Regions from separate parts of the Rattus norvegicus genome. Here region 2 is linked to region 1. The links are chromatin contacts, called in public Hi-C maps. All regions are on one chromosome and are shown on one strand. The core of a region is the stretch at or near the end of the contact, and the rest is flanking DNA. Distances in the headings are between cores, read along the strand shown. Region 1 holds the start of Rinl (Ras and Rab interactor-like). Region 2 overlaps Eif3k (eukaryotic translation initiation factor 3, subunit K).

Evidence for each region. A called contact is a pair of places that touch in the nucleus more often than the background predicts.
Region 2: a contact with region 1 is called in a Hi-C map of the Rat2 cell line, with 6 times the contacts expected there. The contact joins the enhancer-like site here to the promoter of Rinl in region 1. A contact is called at or near these places in 2 of 12 Hi-C or Micro-C datasets (the Rat2 cell line and mammary epithelial cells).

Annotation. Positions count from the first base shown.
Region 1 is chr1:93,202,555-93,206,642 of GRCr8, forward strand. It overlaps Rinl (Ras and Rab interactor-like), which reads left to right and starts at 2,235. Exons shown (of 12, transcript NM_001106241.2): 1 at 2,235-2,271; 2 at 3,855-3,977. The coding sequence starts at 3,925. It overlaps Sirt2 (sirtuin 2), which reads left to right. Exons shown (of 16, transcript NM_001399630.1): 14 at 942-1,012; 15 at 1,121-1,187; 16 at 1,268-1,945. The coding sequence ends at 1,420. The region is part of intron 1 of LOC103689966 (MARCKS-related protein-like); the gene reads left to right.
Region 2 is chr1:93,385,723-93,389,810 of GRCr8, forward strand. It overlaps Eif3k (eukaryotic translation initiation factor 3, subunit K), which reads right to left. Exons shown (of 8, transcript NM_001398703.1): 7 at 3,297-3,422; 8 at 1,906-1,968. The coding sequence ends at 1,937. The region is part of intron 1 of LOC103689966 (MARCKS-related protein-like); the gene reads left to right. Among named protein-coding and RNA genes, the nearest start is that of Actn4, 8.4 kb to the left of the region's middle. Within about 2 kb of position 1,694, at least 6 of the 93 cell types and tissues checked have an H3K27ac peak or open chromatin away from gene starts, as enhancers often do.

The DNA of each region.
Region 1 (4,088 bases), core at 985-3,484:
TTGGTTGCCATGCATTCGTTAGGTCTTGAGTTTAACCCCCAGCAGCCACATAAAAATCCAGGCCCAGTGTGTGCAGTCCCACACTGGAGAGACAAAGACTGGTGGGTCCCTGGGGCTCACTGGACAGCCAGTCTCATATAATCATGCCCTCCAGGCCAATTGAGAAATGTCTCAGAAAGAATGTGTTTGGACTGAGTATATAATTTGGTGGCAGTGTTTACCTGAGTTCAATCCTTAGCACCACCAGAAAAAAATATTTTTGGACTGGGGAGATGGCTCGGTGGTTAAGAGCACTTTGTTCTTTCAGAGTTCAGTTCCCAGCAGCCATGTCAGGTGCCTCACAACTGCCTTCAACCCCACCTCCCTCTTCCCTCCTCCTTGAGCCCACACAAAGGGCATCCACACACTTCAATAAAACTAAGCCACATGGTGGCACACACTTTAATCCCAGCAGGCGGAGACAGGTGAATCTCTGAGTTCCAGACCAGCCTGGTCTACTTAATGAATTCCATATCAGCCAGGACTACATACATTTATTTTGAGATACTATCTAATCAATAAATAAATTAAATAAATAAAATTTGGATAACTCCTAAGAAATAGTATACACGGTTTGCCTTTTGGTTGACCTCTGGCCTGACCTCCAGGTCCACATGTGTATACACATAGACACATATCCCACCACCACCATACACACACACACACACACACACACACACACACACACACACACACACATTAATAAATAAGGTGGTGGAGCACACCTTTAATCCCAACACTGAGGAGGCAGAGGAAAAGTGGATCTTTGTGAGTTCAAGGCCAGCCTGCTCTAGAGCAAGCTCCAGGACAGCCAGGGCTGCACAGTGAGACCCTGTCTTGGCAATAAGCATAAGGTCGGTCTGGAGGCCAGGGCTGTGCCCTTAGCTGTCCTCTCCCCACAGACGGATCCCTTCCTGGGCATGATGATGGGCTTGGGAGGCGGCATGGATTTTGACTCCAAGAAGGCTTACAGGTGAGGCTGGGTCTGGTATGGTGGCTTGGGAAGGGCAGGCTGAGGAGTGAGAGAAAGACAGAAGGCCGGCCAGCCTTAGCCTGTCCTCTCACTCCTGCTCACCCGCAGGGACGTGGCCTGGCTGGGTGACTGTGACCAAGGCTGCCTGGCTCTCGCTGACCTCCTGGGATGGAAGGTAAGGCCGCCCCAGCCTACCCCGAGCCCAGTGCACGGGAACGCACGGTAACCTGACCTCTCTCACCTCTGCCCCCACAGAAGGAGCTGGAAGACCTTGTCCGGAGGGAGCATGCCAACATAGATGCCCAGTCAGGGTCACAGGCCTCCAACCCCAGCGCTACCGTCTCCCCTAGAAAGTCCCCACCTCCTGCCAAGGAGGCGGCCAGGACCAAAGAGAAAGAGGAACACTAGTAACCACTGTCTCCCATGCAGGACAGCTGAGTCCCAGCCAGCACTGGTCCCTCTAACATGCAGCTTGTGTGAGCTCATTGACCCTTCATTCTCTTAACCACTTTCTTGAAACCAGGGTCCCCAACTCAATCCCAGAAAGTTCTAATATACCTAAGGGCCGAGGCCTGTGCAGTCTCTAACCACAGCCCACACACAGCCTCCAACCACCTAGGGCAAGAAGCAGCCTCCTCCCCTAACGTCTAACTATTCCCAGAGAGCAGTTACCCTAACTGTGCCAGAATAAGGCATTTCTCTATTGTTTTCAGTGGGGACTCAGCTAAATCAAGTTAATCTACCCTGCATAGGGGCTGGACCCTCCAAATATAACTTCACGCAGGGGCTGGGGCCCGGTGGGGTCTGAGGACTGCCAGGCTCTGCCTCCAACAAAGTGGCTCCCTTCCCCGGGGCCCCACGCGCCTGCCATGGTGGGCAAGCCGGAGGGCAAGTTGATTAGAAACAAATTAAAACTCAGAACAAAGCAACTAACGTGAGCTGTGTGGCCTCTGCTTCTTTTAGTGGGTACTTGGGGCGGCTTGGGGAGGGAGAGGGCTGGGCCAGGAAGACTCCAGGATCTTAGGAGTGATGGCGGCTGGGGCCAAGAGATGCCCCTGGAGAGGTAGCCTGGTGACTTTTCATCCTGACTGTAGGCCTGACAGAGGCCCACTCCTCCAAAGTGGCTCTCTGAAGAATGACCCCCTGGAAAGAGAGGAAGGTGATTTCAAATGCCCCAGCCCCGCCTCTTCCCCTGCCTCCCTGGCTTCCTCTCTAGAGAACACTTTCACTTCCTGCTGCTCAGGCTCCCCTCGGAACAGGTAGGGCCCCCAGGGACCAAACATCTGTCCCCTTTGCACCCACCACTGCCTCCATCCAACCCTGCCCAGTACTACCCGTGTCTGGATCTCCTCCCAAGGGTTCTGGAGGGGAGGAGCACTGCCTGCCCCTCTTCCCTGCTTGACCCTGAGGTGTGCTCCCCACCCCAACACCTGAAGGTGCCAGTCGGCAGCTCAGCAATGTCTGTAGCTGATAATTATCCGGCTTGCACACAATACCCTAAGAGAAGTGGAACCTTCAGAAGAGGGCTAGCCTGCTTATCAGCCCTCCTCCCAGGCCAGTCAGTCACCCAATGCTGGGCCAATAATTCAGGCAGAAGGATGGGGGTGAGATGGGGGAGGGTGGATAGATGATGGGAAAACAGCTAAATGGTTCCTCCAGTCCCACACGCCTTACTCCTGAGACTGCTGCGAGAGGAATATACTGGAAAGGGTTCACTGAGTTGCTGTTCCCCTCTTGGAGAACATTTGGGGCAGAGTGTGGGCATGATGGCCCAGTCCTGTGATACCAGAACATAGGAAGTAGAGATGAAGAGTAAGAATCTGGGCTGGAGAGATGGCTCAGTGGTTAAGAGCACCGACTGCTCTTCCAGAGGACCTGAGTTCAAATCCCAGCAACCACATGGTGGCTCACAACCATCTGTAATGGCATCTGATGCCCTCTCGTGTGTCTGCAGATGGCTACAGTGTACTTATATAAATAAAAACTAATAAAAAAAGAGTAAGAATCTAACCTCTGCTACAGTACGCAGCAAGTATGAGACAAGCCTGGGCTATGTGGGGCCCTGACTGAGAAAGAAAAGTTAATGTTTGACATAAATGGAAGCTGAGTGCAGTGGCTCACGCCTTTAATCCCAGCACTTGGAAGGAAGAAGCAGGCAGATCTCTCATCCAGGCCAGCCTGGTCTACATAGAGAGTTCCAGGAGAGCCAGATCAACATAGTGAGACCCTGTGTCCAAAAAAAAAAACATTTTTTCTAAACAAATGTGGGAGAGGGTGTGTTAGGGCTCCTCTGAAGTCTGGGAAGGGAGGAAGTGGGTCTCACATAGCATCTGGGCCACGGGTGGAGCAAGCCAAGAACTTTTCCAGAACTCATCCTCCGGCTCTGTAAGTTCTGGTTGGGAATGCTCTCCTCTACCATGAGACACATGGGCCTTTCTCCTGGGGTCCTCAGAGTTGTCTGCCACTCAGCAACTAAAGAATGTCACAGCCACCCCGCCCCAGCGAGGCATGTCGGCTCAGACTAGTATCTCAGCACTTGAGAGCTTAAAGCAGGAGGATTGCTGTGAGTTTGGGGCCGGTCTGGACTACAGAGCGCTCCAAGCTAGTCTGAGCTATCTCAAAAGAACAAAACAAAAAACAAAAACCAGGGGCTGGGGATTTAGCTCAGTGGTAGAGCGCTTGCCTAGGAAGCACAAGGCCCTGGGTTCGGTCCCCAGCTCCGAAAAAAGACCAAAAAAAAAAAAAAAAAAAAAAAAACCAGTCCTTGGCATAGCCAGGGACCTCTGAGGTCCATTCTGATCAGGTATATGTAATAGAATTAAAATATTAGTTCTTGCCCTAGCTGGAGCAGCCTTGAGTCTTGTCTTCCTCCATGCCAGAGGCCAAAGCATGGCTCACTGGTGCCTGGCAGCATGAGGCTAGCCCAGCCGGACATGGTGTCTGCAGCCACTACTGAAGAGGCCAGGTGAGGCTGCAGAGTTGGCTCTGGACCAAAGTCCTCCTACCCAATCCCCCTTCTCCAGCTCCATCTTTGACCTTTTGTTCCTGGGCTATCCCTGCCTCTTGGACCCCACCT
Region 2 (4,088 bases), core at 444-2,943, 180 kb after region 1:
CCTGGAACACGTGTGCCTCTTCCTCCACAGAGCTGAGATTAGAGGAGTGTGCCACCATGCCCGGCACACTACTCTACACTTAGCAATAGTCAGTGTTCCATGACACAGGGTCTCCCTCTGTATTCCAGGCTGATCTTGAATTCAAGCAGTCCTCCCATCTCAGCCTCCAGAATGCCAGGACACTATGGCTGGCTCCTGGGTCCCTTGTTAACACTGTAAGAGGAATGTCTTCCAGATTGGGAGCAGACAGTGGAATGTCAAAGGTGACTGCAGTAGCTCAAAGAGGCAGACATCAGAAACACTTGCCAGGTTAGACTCTGGAGTTTATATCACACACACACACACACACACACACTCTCTCTCTCTCTCTCTCTCTCTCTCTCTCTCTCTCTCTCTCTCTCTCTCTCTCCAGCCATTAAACCAAAGCCTGAAAGAAGTCACTTTGGTCAGAGCCAGACCGAAAGCAGACAAGACATAGCTGTCAAAGGACAAAAGGTCATCTCCCCTCCTGCCGAGCAGCCATGGCCAGTTGTTCAAGTTACATCCCACACAAGCACACCTGCCAGCGGATGCCTAGGCTTTGGTCCACACCCAGAGATGGCTCCCTGATTTCTACACAAGATGGCTGAGGGTGGGGCAGCATACCAACCCTCCCTCCTCTAGCACCTCAGAGCTTTCAGGAACAGAAGTCATTTATTTGCTGTCCCCAGGGTTAGGATGAGTTCCGGGTGCCTGCTTCAGTAAGTCTAAAGGCCAGGGCAAAGGGTGCGTCCCCACCCTAGTTCCCCAGGCCAGGATCCTCTGGAGGAATGATGGGTGAGTGCGGACTACAGGGAGGGTCGAACATGCCAGCAATCCACTCGCTGGCATGACAGAACAGGCCCCAAGGGAGATGGGAGTGGCAAGGCTGAACATTTACTGGGTCACTTATCACCACTGACCTCAACCCCCCAACCCTGTGCACACTGAAATCACCTGTTCAAGGTCACTTGGTCAGAATACCTGAATACCTTGGGTGTGACAAGCTGGGAGGACAGCTGACTAGGCAGTCTGGTAACCTTTCTGACTAGCACCTGTCCAACCTGGGAGACAGATCTTCAAAGTCTGAGATGAATGACTCCCGCTTCTCCATTTGTGTTTCCTTGGTGAATCAAGGAGTTTTGCATTACTGGAAGAAACAGCTAAGAGGCTGTTAGAGGAACAAGAGCAAACCACTTCAAGTCGTCAAGCGTGCAATGTGTACACATGTCCACGGGGAGGTCAGCCTCCCAAAGCCTGGGGTTATAGATATGTTGTGACGCTCGCACTGAACCCAACCGAACAGAGCTTTAGCACCAGTTAAATCAGGGGTCCCCACTTAACTCAGAGCTCAGCAATTTGGTTAGACTGGCTGGCCAGTCATCCTCAGGGAGCCGCCTGTCTCGGGCTCCCCCTGTTGGGCGTTACAGGTACATTACCACACCTTTTTATTTGAGCAGCAGAAGTTTGTGGACTGAGCCCCTCAGCCCCCCTTTAAAAACAGAATCTGATGCAGCTAAGGGCATCTTTTCATCCCTGATCTTCCTACCTGCACTTTCCAAGTGCAGGACTGGGCAGGCTGTTGCCACTGCCGGTTGAGGAAGTACCATCCCCTCCCTTTCAGAAGCCGGGTGACTTGTCAGAGGTGCAGAGAGCACGCTCTCCACTCCCTCCAGAGCACAGGGCCCCAGGGTGGCAACTCCCCAGGCCATTAGCTGGCCTCAGCCTACCTCATCCTACACTGACTCACAGGTAAAAGGAGGGGCAGGGAAAGGCAGCAGGGCGGGACAAAGGAGGAAGTGGCGTGGGGGACGCCCCAGAAGAGGGAAGGGCCCCAGCTCAGGTCACAAGTTGGCTCTCTGAGGGCAGAGGCAGGAGACAACAGGGTGGAGTGGACCATCTTTATTAATGCACACAGTTACTGGGACGAGGCCATGATGCTGGACACACCTGTGGAGAAGGAAAAAGCAGGGTGAATTTGTGAAGAAGGAAGAGCTGCCTCCCAGGGAGCCACTGTCCTTCAGGGTCAGGTCAGTCACCACAGAGGTAGTTGGGTGCTGGAGTTTAGTGGTCTTGGATGTTATGTAATAGTGCTGTGCCTCAGTTTCCCTGTCTACATACACAGCCATCTTTCTTACAGGACTAGGGAGCTCAGTGAAGAGCATGAACAAGCCTGGCACCAAGCACTGTGTGCATTTCGCCCTGGCCAGCGGCTCTCCACTGCCAACAGAACTGTGTGGAATTCCGAGACCCAAGCATGGTGAGCACTGAACACTTTCTGTACAGTCAGGGTGACCAGTGGGAAGTGACACAGCTCGCAGCTGTTCAGCTTGGCCACTGACCCACTGGTGTCCCTCAACAGAGCCATGTTGAGAGCACAGGGTGGAGCCCAGCAGGAGTCCTGTCCCTGTCCTTCCCCACTTCATGACACTTGCTCTGACAGAAGGGTGTCACTACTCATGTAAAGACCGTAGCCCAGGCTGGCCTTGAACCTCCCGCCTCCTGCATGCTGAGACCAAAGACACGTGCCAAACACCTGCTTTTTGCTCTTTTGGGGTGAGTCTGTTTACTCAAAGTGTGACAGGAATCGCTGTCACCGCCGTTCACTCTGCACCTGGCTCTTGGCTGACTGCCCTACACGATGATCTCCATTCACATTCAACCTCCTAGGAGGCAGGCACTGTGCCATTTCTAATAGTTTCCAAGATAGAACAAGAGTCACTACCCTATGATGGGACCAAATGACATATGGAGAGCCACAGCCCTGTCAGGACTGTTACTGTCACCTACCTTTTCCAGATGAGAAACTGAGGCACAGAGAAGCAAGAGTACCCTGGCACAGGTAGCTATGAAGCAGGGGTGAAACAGACTTGAGAGCCTGTGATAGCCCTGGGAACAGCAGAAGATGGGAATGCCCTTCCAGGCCTCTCTAGGCCCTGGGAAGAGCTGGAGAAAGTGAGTTGGGAGTCTTTAATTCCAGCACCCGGAAGGGAGAGATAGGCAGGTCTGAGTCTGAGGCCAGCCTGGTCTACAGGGATGGCAAGAAGGCCCGAAAGGGAGAGCTAGAGAGAGGAGACCACACAGCGGGCTCACATACAGCAGGGAAGGCTACCCAGCATCCCTCACTGACTCCCCTGGGCTAGTCACCTGGATGAGGCAATGGAATCTGGCAGACAGTTCCCAGCCCAGGAAGGAACGCTCTGCCTGGTGCTTTGCACACCCAGCACTGCTCTGAGGACACCATGTCTCCCCTGTGTCTGCGGCCCCAGGCCACTTACTGTCAAAGTCGATCTTCTCCACGATGTTCTTGGGCTTAATGCTCTCCTCCTGGCTGCAGATGAAGACCTGCCCTGACTCGTCCGCGCTCCAGCCGTACTTGCTCATCCACACCCTCAGCTGGTTGTCTGCAGGTGACGCAGGCAGGTGTTGGTTGCCTAACCTAATACCAGGGGCTTTGGGGGCAGGGAAGTTGGGGCTAACCAGGCCAAGCCCCCTTTGCCCAACTGCTCTAGGCAACTCCCACCAGGACAGCAGCAGGCCTTGGAAGAGATCCTTCAGGGCAAAGCCAGCGTTCTGGGGCTCGTGCTCCACTTGGCCACCAGAGGGCGCATGAGCCTCTTTCTCCTAGTCACATAGGGGTTTTGTTGTAGTTTATTTTTAATTTTGAGACAGGGATTTCATGTAGCCCTGAGTGGCTTGGACTCACCATGACTCCTAATACTTCTGACTCTCTCCCAAGAACCAGGATTACAGTGTGTGTGCCTCTAGGCCCAGTTTCCCTTAGTTTAACAATGCTTTCTATTTCTTTTAAAAACCACTTATTTATGTGTGTGTGTAGGTGTGAATGAATGCAGGTGCTCACAGGGAACCTCTTGGAGCCCGTGACCCGCCCACCATGATCTTCCAGATCAAGCAGGAAATGCTCACAACTGCTAAACCTGTCTGCAGCCCCAAGCTGCTTTCTTTTTGCAGACTCAAGAGCTGAGGTTTTGGTTTGGAGAGACCTTTTAAGAAATCATTCTGAGCAAGGCCAGTCCTTCTCAGAGCCACCATCCTATGTTCTGTCACTT